Linked DNA regions of Mus musculus: region 2 is linked to region 1. The links are chromatin contacts, called in public HiCAR-type maps. All regions are on one chromosome and are shown on one strand. The core of a region is the stretch at or near the end of the contact, and the rest is flanking DNA. Distances in the headings are between cores, read along the strand shown.

Region 1 (5,208 bases), core at 1,003-3,502:
ATTTTGGAAGGTGCTCCTCATCCTGTCACTGTTATAGTTATTGATAGGTCTTCATGCTTTGCAAAACCTGCCACAGAGATGTTCAACATCTTCAACATCTATATGCTCAGTGGAAGCATCATGATTTATTGAGCTTTTGAGGTTCCATTTATTTGCTTGCTTGTCTTCTTTGGTGATTCAGCTAGTGATGATTGGACTGACTTTTATTATTAGGGAATGTGACTTTTTCCTGTTAGATTTAACACCTGTTTGTATGCTAGAGATAAAAACGTACATTCATTACATATGCAAGAAGTCCATTTTCCCCTTAGGCTTCTGTGGAGAAGGTTAATTAACAATAAATGTGATATCTAGATATTAATTATAGATTATGTGTGTGAACATGCACATATACAGATAATATGCATCAGCACCACATGCATTGTAATTTGCTTTTCTGTATTAAACATGACTAAAATTTACTGTTGTTTTATATTATATAGGTACAGCTAATCCTCTATAACAACTGTAGCCTGTCCTATGAATGAAGATATATATATATATATATATATATATATATATATATATATATATATATATATTTGTTTGACTATATTTCATCATTTTTGGCTATATGTACAATGACCCAATAAAGGTTTTTCCTTCACACATATTTGGAGTCTGTGGAAAATAGCACAGTTTGAATTTTATAATATTGCCACATTTTCATACATAAAACTCTTCTCTCAAGAATGATAGAATTTTCCCTCCTTTGGGTTTTGCTAGTCTGGCTTGAGAGAGATGTGTTAAAGCCCAATGTTTTCATTATCTTTCTGTAACTGTTTTATTATATTTCAAACAATTTTAATATTATATATCTTTACTATAAAATATTTCAATGGATTGTTATTTTTCACTAGGCAAATGACTTTACATTTACTATCTTTCATTTGATCAATATTATAACTGCTAATTTAGTTTTCTTCTTGTATTATATTTGCCTAGCACACGTTGGTCCACCATTTCATACGTTTAGTTATTTAATTAGTTTTTGAGTCCAGGTCTCGCTATGTAACCCAGCCTGGCCTAAAACTCTCCAATTAGACCAGGCTAGCCTCAGACTCACAGACATCTGCCTGCCTCTGCCTCTGCCTCTGGAGAGCTAGAATTAAAGGTGTGTGCTACCACACCTAGCTTGCCATCATCTGTTTAAACTGACTTACTTTGTTTTACTTAAAAACCAACTAAAATACTTGTTCTTTTGGTAGACTAATGTAAATTTTTTTTATTCTTAATTGAATTTTATGTGACTGTGAATTTTGTCTGCATGTGTGTCTGTGCACCTCATGCATACCAGGTGCCAGAGGAGGGCATCAGGCTCCTTGGAACTAGAAGTAGAGTTAGAAATGGTTGTGAACCTCTATATGTGTATGGGGAATCAAGCCCAGGTCCTCTGAAAGAGAAGCCAGTGTTCTTGTCACTGAGCCATCTCTGAAGCCCCTTTCATCCATCCTTTTTCTTACATCCACTATTCTTTTCCTCACACACCCCTCCCTCCCTTCCTTTCCTCCTCTGTCTTCCTCTATTTTCTACTATTTGTTTCATGAGTAAGTTTTCTTTAACAACTACAACAGTATTTGATAAGTAATAAAACTTTTTATCATTCAAACTTACCTCCTCAAATGAAGGCTCAACTGTTTAATTCCTTAAACTATGACCTCAGAAATTAAGCAGTGACTAATACAATCTGCCACCAATGATGAAGAACTAGTTTATTTTCAGCCTTTAGTCTTCTAATATCTTAATGAATAAAATCTATTCTGTGCCACTAATTAGCATTTTTAAAGTAAACTGTAGCGCTCATGTTTTATTTAAAACATTTTGATTCAATCATTTTGGAACTTAGAGGGAAGGTAGAGAAAGCAGTTGTCTTGGGTTATTCAACAGAAAACTGTCTTTTCGCAGCTTTCTCTTATAAGTGTAAATTTGTTTAATATAACCAAGCTTAGATTCCCATATTGTTTCTGGTTTTCTTTAGTGTTTGCCCACTTGTCTGGGTGAGGTGACCACACAGGTGACAGGAAACTGGGGAACTGCACGCTGAGCTCCAGGCTTTCTGTCGGTCAACCCCTCAAGCATTCATCCATAGCTTTCCTCTCTTCCTTTCACTGGCTGTTAATCCTGCTGCTGAACAACTGGGGGTCTCTGACATGTGGAGAATTGAGGTCAGATTAGGGATGGAACCTTCTACTACAGTGCCACACTGAAATCCCAAGAAACCTTAAAAGGCAAACAGGCTTTCTCGGTTCTCTTTGAGCTTGCTTCTATTTCTAGCCCTCATGCATACACAGGGAATCTTTAATGAGGTTACTTGGACTTGATCCAGTGCTCTAAAGCTGCCAAGTTTCTTGAGAAAAGCAACCTTAGTTATATCCATAGGGTCATTTCCTAGCTCCAAGCTCCATTGATTCCATTCAAATGAGAGGGACTCTGCAGTGTGTGTGTGTCTTTTACTTCTTTCTGTGTTTCTGTCTGCTCACTGCCAGCTTCACCTTCACTCTTTTCGGTCTATGTATGAAAAGAAAGGAGCAGTTTTGAAGACCTTCCTGGAAAGTAAAGTATTTCAGTCTGTCATTGCTTCTTATGTCTGCTTTCAGATTCAAATACAGTCTGTGTTTAATGGACATACAGGTTAAACCTTAAAATTTTGAGAGCTTAAAAAAATATATACAGAAATTACTATTTTAATTGTAAAGAAGGATATAGCTCCTTTTTAAAAAAATAAGAATTTCCCTGGAGATTTTGTGGAGGTGCTCAATGGGTAAAATCACACATGCTCAAACATGCAGATCTGGCCCCAGCTACTCATAAAAGTGGCCTATGTCTATAGTGTGCTTGTAGCACCAGCACTGTGGGTGGAGATGGGATCCCAAAAGTTCACTGGCCAGCCAGCTTAGCTCAAACTGCACATTTCTGTTTCTGTGAGAAACCCTGTCTCAGGACAATAAGGCATAGTGGTATAGAGGAAGAAACCCAACACAGAGCTCTGGCATCCACATGCACACCCAAGGAACACAACCAGTCTCTATACACTCTGCATATACAGTACACACACACACACACACACACACACACACACACACACACGTACCTATGCACAAAAAAATCAGGTCTGTATGCCCTTGTGTCTAACACCAGTCTCAGAGACCTCATGAGACAGTCTCTAACCAAACAAAGCGAACAGAAGAACAACAGATTCTTTCCTTTGTTTGCACTGGTCTCTCTCTCCCCTCTCACACCTCTTTCTTCCTGTGACATGGTTTTTAATGTGACATTTAAAGATTCATGAACAAGTTGATGGGATGGCTCAGTGGGTAAAGGTGGTGACTGCCAACCCTGATAGTCTGAGTTCCACCCCTGGGATCCACATGGAGGGAGGAGAACCAGGTCTTACAAGTTGTCCTCCGACCCCCAGACATGGCAATGCAATTTTACTCCCACGTCAATTTTAAAACAAATATTAAATTTAGCTAGCATTCCTAGTACATTCAAATGTAATGGTTAATGCCCTTTCTTTTCCCTCAAATCCTAAACGACCTGTGGTGGTTTGAATGAAAATGACCCCCAATAGGACCATAGTGAGTGACCACACTGGGAGCTGTGGCCTTGTTGGAGGAAGAGTGTCACTGGGGATGGGCTTTGAGGTTTTACAAACCCACGTCAGGCTCTCTTCCTGCTGATCCAGATGTAGAACTCTTGGCATCTGCATGGGTGCTGCCATGCTTCCTGCCATGACAATGATGGACTAAGCCTCTGGACCTGTAAGCCTGCCTCAATTAAATATATATCTTATCGTGATCATGGTGTCTCTTTACAGCACTAGAAATCTTAACGAAGACATGACCTCACTCTTCCTTCATGACCACTGCTGGTTTTTTCAGTGAGACTCCTCATCAACTGTGGTCTCAAGTCATGCCTCCCATTACTCTCAGGGCACTGACTCCATAACTATTCTGGTCTTTCCCGACATTCAGTCTAGTTTCTCTCTAGACCTTGGTAGGCTTTCAGATCTAGTGCTTTCTTTCCACTGTACTTCATTATTTCTGATACAGAGTAATGAGTTTTCATGTCTTTATTGTACTTTTACCTCCAGTTCCTTATATCTGAAGAGTGATGCTGTTTATCTCACCACTGAAAACTCATGCATTGTTGACCAGGGGCCAGAGACAGAAAACAATTTGAGCTCTTGTTCATTAAAAGAATGATTCTTTTTTTCGGAGCTCTGGCTTCTACTTTGCAAAGCAGGTCTCCAACAAGGACCATTTTAAGTGAGAAATGTATTAAAACCATGGTTTAAGTGAGAAATATATTAAAACCATGGTTGTTTTAACTGAAGAGGTAAAGTCTAGCTTTATTGATGAATGGTGGGAAAACTGTTTTTGCTTAAACTATGGAAAATTACAGATATGGACCATTCTGTTCTGTTAAGCTGCATAACTACATGCTATAGAAACTATGCTAAATTTGAAAAAATCTTATTTTGAACTTGAAAATGTATTCTGTCTGGCTACTATTGTTTTATCTGTCATTTTCCAGGCTATGCATTATTATATTTCTTTGCATATGTAATAGGAAGGAAAATTTTTTACTAGTGTAGTCTCACATTTCCCAGGGCAGGTCTTGAACTCCCTAAGTAGCTAAAGATAACCTTGAATTTCTATTCCCTGTGCGTTCATCTTTCTTTGATAGAGTCTCTGCTTAAACCACAGCTGTGATATTTCTTCAAGCATGGTTTACTGCAGCCTTTTCTGTTTTCTCTATGTATATAGTTCCTATGTCACACACACACACACACACACACACACACACACACACACACACACACACACACACACAGAGTATTGGTTAGGTGATTTAATTTTCTGTATAATTTTGGAGTGTATCTACAGTTACAACTTTGAGCATTTTTGTTGAAATAAATGATGTCATTATATTCTCTCTCTCTCTCTTTCCTTATCTCCCTTTCTTTCAATTCCTTTGTCCAAAGGGATTGAATAACAGTAACCACCATTTTAGAACATGCATGTATTTTACCCGAGGTCTGAGCTGAGGACTGAATGTGACAGCTTGTGAGTAGCCCCAGGTACATCTTGAATCTAAGCACAGAGACTATTGTTTCTCAGCTGGAAAATACACCTCAATTAGAGGCATGCCTTGGAAGCCTTTGAC
Region 2 (5,208 bases), core at 1,439-3,938, 500 kb after region 1:
ACAAGCCTCTGGGCCTGCCCAGGATGGCTCATCTAGATCAGAATAAAGAAGACATCTAAGCTGTGTGGACCACCACTGTGTAAGTGGCAGCATCCTATGTGTGCTGCAGTGGATATCCACTGCCAAGTGCTCAGTCCTGAAATCATACGTACATGAGCAACACTCCACTGTGTCACTTGTACAGACAGGCATTTATATACTGTGGTCCTTTGAACAAGATGTCTCCCATAGTCTCAGGCATATGGATGCTTGGTACCCAGATAATGGTCCTGTTTAGGAAGGCTGAGGAAGTGTGGCCCTGCTGACAAAGTATGTCACTGGAGAGCCTAAAGGCTATTAACATTTTGAGTTTGCTCTCTCTGCTTCTAAATTAAGCCCTTCCTTCTATAAGTTGCCTTGGTCATGGTGTTTTATCACAACAGAAAATTAACTAACACACACTCATATGCACACACACTAACCATTAAGAAAAAGACATGATTTTGACATAGAGCAAGGGGATTGGTACATGGGAGGAAGGCAAGGGAAGGGGAAATTATAGCTATATTTTTAATTTAAAAACTAAAAAAAAAATTTTTTTAAGTTATAAAGCAATCTGAGTGTCAGTGATGCTCTCTCTGCTTCCTGACTGTGTACCCAGTGTGTTCACACTCAGTGTGTCCAGTTACCTCAAGCTCCTGCTGTCATGCCGGCCCTGCCATGTAGTACTGCACCCGGGAATTGTGAATCAAACCTTCCTTCCCTACGTTGTAGAGCAGAGACTCTGACCCTCAGAACCATCTCGACAGCCCTTTGTGTAATCTTTGCCAACAGCCTCTGCATTCTAAGCATAAATGAACCATCATATTTACATGGCCCCAAGCAGAGAAGTCGTCAACAATGCGTCATACCTCCACATGACGCACTTCAGGTGAACTCTTAAGTGTCCTTTTAAATAACAGGGCTTCCAGGGTCATGTGAATTTCTCAATACTAGAGAACAACTTTTAACAAAATCAGCAGGCTTGCTGGAAATTACAAGGGGGCTAAAGGGCAAGAAATGTCCTTGGAACCATGGAAAAAGAAAAGTATACTGATCCTATTTTCTGACACTATAACCCTAAGCAAGAAACTGCTATTTTCATATTTGCCATGATAGATTCATTCCATTTTCCTGTTCCCCTAAACAAGCTTTAAAACAAAAAGAAACCCAGTCTTTTTAAAAGAGATTTTAGAATGCATTAAAATCACCAGAGCAAAGTTCCAGGAACTTTAAGCAACCTGGACTTCATAGCTTCTTTCCAAGATTTATGTTAGTGTGTGTCTGTGTGTGCATGGGTGCATATGTGTGTGTGTGTATGTATGTTTGCACACACGCATATGTCGAGGTTATTAAGAGTGTGTTACAGGTCCCCTAAAGCTGATGTTACAGGTGGGTGTGAACCACCTGATGGATTCTTCACTGGTGTCATCTCCCAAGCCCCAAGACGGTACAGAGTTGTCATTCAAGCGTCTAGAAGTTGAGAGAACGTCTTGGCCCTTTTAAGGACACTAAAGGAGGTCTAATTAAGAAGCACAGTGTTTTCCCCAAGTTCTATCTTGCTGAGCCTCTGTAATTATCTCAGCTTTACATGTAGAAACTGGACAAAGCCTGAACGCAGCAGTAGGACTTGAAATCACACCCCACACTACAGAAGACATGCTACACTTCGGAGTGGTCTTCCTAACTATTCATTTCTCAAACTTTTCCTAACAGTACATACACACTCGCATTTTTCGTTTTCTAAAGAACTCTAAACAGTACAGGGGCTTAACGAAGCATGCCATACCTTGGACCTGGCCCCTTAAGTTCCTTTAGCTGTCTTTCTGAATACAAAATCTTGGTTAGGGCAATTGTTCGGTCCTATCCAATCTGCTCAGGCATGCTTCCGAGTACTTATGTTCCTAGGTCCACATTTATGGATTTCGGAGTTTTACACCCAGTTGTGAGAGAGAACACATGTAACCTCACAAGCTAAATAGTCAAGTTAGTAAGAAGCAAAGCCTTTCCGTTCAGAAGACACACTGGCTTCATCCACTTCGAGGGCCTGAAAGCAGGAAAGAGCACCCTGGTGGACCAAGAAGCCAGACCCTAGCCTAGGGGAGCATCCTGTCTGTGTCCAGCCAGCAGGGCTTGCGATCTGGACAAGGAAGGGGCTTCCCCTTTCCTCGGGCTACTCCTGCACCCCGGCATCCCCCACCCTCTGCCTCCGTGCACGCTCTTTCCCAGAGAAGGTGTCCTGGACCGAAGGCCTCTGCAAGCTCAGGCATTGGGCAGGTCTGCCCTGACACTCAGGCTCCCCAGCAGGAAGGAGCGCGTCCCTCAGCGCTGCCCGCAGCCCCAACACACTCGGCTGGAGGCCGCGTCCGGGGCGGATGGTGAGCGTGCTGGCCGGCGCCGAGCCCAGGCGCGGCCCGCGGGGACACCCGGGACACTCTGACGTGAAGGTCACCCCGGGGAGGCCGGGTCCCGAGATGCCCGCTCACCATTCGCGCGACGTTCGGAGCACACCGCGGGAGGGTGGTCGCTTCCCCAGACACTGCAGCACCGGCGGACGGAACCCGCAGGAGGCGACGCGAGCGCGCGAGGAGACGGAGTGCGCGGTACATGGTGCTGCTGTACGGGGGTGGAAAGCTGAGCCTGAGCCACGCCCCCTAATACGTCAGATTCCGGCCACGCTCGTAACCAATCAAACGCCTCTTCCTGAGCATGTAGGACGGGACTAACCATGACTGGCCAATAATAACTAATGGGGCGGGTTGCCTTCCCTGGGCCTGTAGTATGGCTGTTTGAAGTCCTCGGGTTCACGGGAAACTAGTGCGGAAGGAATCATGGGAAAAGACAAGAGGCGGGAGGTCAGATCTTCCGACAATACTTCAAATGTGGCTGCTAGGAGGCAGGAAACTGGCTGAAGATGCCTGTAGTACTAGGTCCGTGAGACAGCCTAGAAAGAACATGTTATCAAGTTAATATTTATCCTGCAACCACCCATGACGTGCAGCTGTATGAATCCGTGTCTCAAATACTTATCTTCCTAGAAAGTGCCTCAAATTTTAAACAAGGAAGTAGTAATCAATTATCCCACAATGCTCCTAGTTGTCATTTTGGAGTCAATTTTCCTGTCATTTTTTTAAAAGATTTATTTTATGTCTATGAGTACATTGTAGCAGACTTCAGACTCACCAGAAGAGGGCATCAGATCCCTCTTATTGTGATGGTTGTGAGCCACCCTGTGGTTGCTGAGAATTGAACTCAGGACACCTGGGAGAGCAGTCACTGCTCTTTACCACTGGGTCATCTCTCCAGCCTTTTCCTCTGTCTTTTAACATGTCCTCTGATAACATTTATAATGTGTCCACATTCCTTGGGATTTTTCATCTCTGATTTTCTTTGTGGTTACAGGCTAGGGAAAACATTGCTTAAATGATGCCAATGGAAAAAGAGTAACTGATAAAAAAAATTGTGTCTCTTCTTTTAATTTTCTAATGCAGAATCAGAAGACAGTTAAAGAGGAAGTTCTTCAGGAAATGAGAGGCTTCAATTTATAGCCTCAGCACTCTAGATGCCACGGTAGGGAGGAGTTGAATTCAAGAATAACCTTGGCTTCATAGTGAGCCTGACACAAATGCACTGTTGACCTGCAATCTTCACACTTGAGAAGTGCAGGTAGGAAGAATAGTAGTTCAAGGCCATCCTTGGCTACACAGGGAGTCTGAAGCCAGTGTGGGATACAGGCCACCCTGTCTCAAAATAACACAAATGAAATAAAATAAGTAAGAATAAGACTAATAGCTGAGCTAAATCAATTAAACCAGTACCGGTGGGTTTTCAGACCTCAGTATCTAGTTCTTCCCTCTCTCAACTAATGGCTGAGAAATTTTTAGAGTAGTTGGTGAAAGGTAGAACCAAATTTTCTTTAAAAGTTAGGTTAAGGGGAAAAAGACAAAGCAGTAAGATAAAGTACAATCATATAAAGCAGTGTATCTTCTGCCCGAAATGTTACACTTTTGCCATTAAAGAGCAGCCACAAGAGTGTGGTGAGTATGTGTGTATGTGAGTGTGTGTGGGTGTGTGTGAGTGTGTGTGTGAATATGTGTGTGTGTGTGAGTGTGCGTGTGAGTGTTTGTGTGCATGTGTGAGTGTGTGTGTGTGAGTGTGTGTGAGTGAGTGTGTGTGCGTGTGTGAGTGCGTGTGTGTGAGTGTGTGAGTGTTTGAGTGTATGTGAGTGTGTGTGTGCGTGTGTGAGTGCGTGTGTGAGTGTGTGTGTGAGTGTTTGAGTGTGTGTGTGAGTGTGTGTGTGAGTGTGTGTGAGTGTTTGAGTGTGAGTGTGTGTGAGTGTGTGTGTGTGTGTGTGTGTGTGTGTGTGTGTGTGAGTGTGTGTGTAGGGGGATCTCCTGGGTTCCAGCTGAATGAAAAAAACAACTGAAATGAAAGGAGGAGGACATGACTACTCCTAAAGTAAGGAGAGGATTTTTATGGTAGATACAAGGGAGAAAGCAGAGAGAGGAAAGAGGCCAAGCTGAACAAGGCAGGCAGAGGAAACCAGGCCATGGGAGGAAAGGGGGCAGGGGATGGGATGGGGGCAAGAAAGGAGCTACTGACAAAGACAAGACAGGTAATCAAGCCAATAAATAGGCTAAGAGAATGATGTAGCCAAAATGGCTGACTTACATAGGGAAAAGAGCTGTGCAGGTGGAAGCCCAGCTCTCAGAAGTTTAGAGGAGGGAAAGGGTTGAAAAGTGCTGGGAGGAGCCCCAGATATTGCTTTGATATGTTAATGACAGCTCAGCCATTTCTCTGAGTTTCTGAGACCTAAGGCCTGTCTTCTGCTTAGTTTATAAGTAATCATGAGTCCTTTGTTTCCATTCTCTACTCTCCTACCACAAAGCAACACAAACACTTACCATTTGCTTTGTCTGTACTCTTAACGAAATAGAAGATTCATTTCTAAACTTGAGTGCCACGTTCTCCCGCCCCTTCCCAGAGGCGCTTATTTTCTTCAAAAGTGTCCTTCCCCGTCCACCCTTGTTTGTTGCTTCAGTCACTAACAGGCAAACAATTGCTTTACAACTTCATTTCAGTCCTGGTGTGATGGTGCACCACCTTAGTCTGCACACCAGAGAGGCACAGGCACGTAGATTTCTGTGCATTAAAGACTAGTGCAGGTCTACATGGTCAGCTCCAGGAGAA

What was found. HiCAR-type assays count read pairs that join an accessible place to other places.
Region 2: a contact with region 1 is called in a HiCAR-type map of astrocytes, with 4 times the contacts expected there. The contact joins the promoter of Fh1 here to the enhancer-like site in region 1. A contact is called at or near these places in 9 of 39 promoter capture datasets (the 3T3-L1 cell line, 3T3-L1-derived adipocytes, the HPC-7 cell line and 5 more), 1 of 484 Hi-C or Micro-C datasets (olfactory sensory neurons), 1 of 115 datasets of contacts at active chromatin or transcription factors (astrocytes) and 1 of 9 other capture datasets (pancreatic islet).

What each region holds. Positions count from the first base shown.
Region 1 is chr1:175,126,444-175,131,651 of GRCm38.p6, forward strand. The region is part of intron 6 of Rgs7 (regulator of G protein signaling 7); the gene reads right to left. Among named protein-coding and RNA genes, the nearest start is that of Grem2, 210 kb to the left of the region's middle. Within about 2 kb of position 2,253, at least 37 of the 459 cell types and tissues checked have an H3K27ac peak or open chromatin away from gene starts, as enhancers often do. A contact at or near this core is called in astrocytes and neural stem cells, where this site is marked.
Region 2 is chr1:175,622,947-175,628,154 of GRCm38.p6, forward strand. Fh1 (fumarate hydratase 1) reads right to left here and starts at 2,689. Exons shown (of 10, transcript NM_010209.2): 1 at 2,505-2,689. The coding sequence starts at 2,627.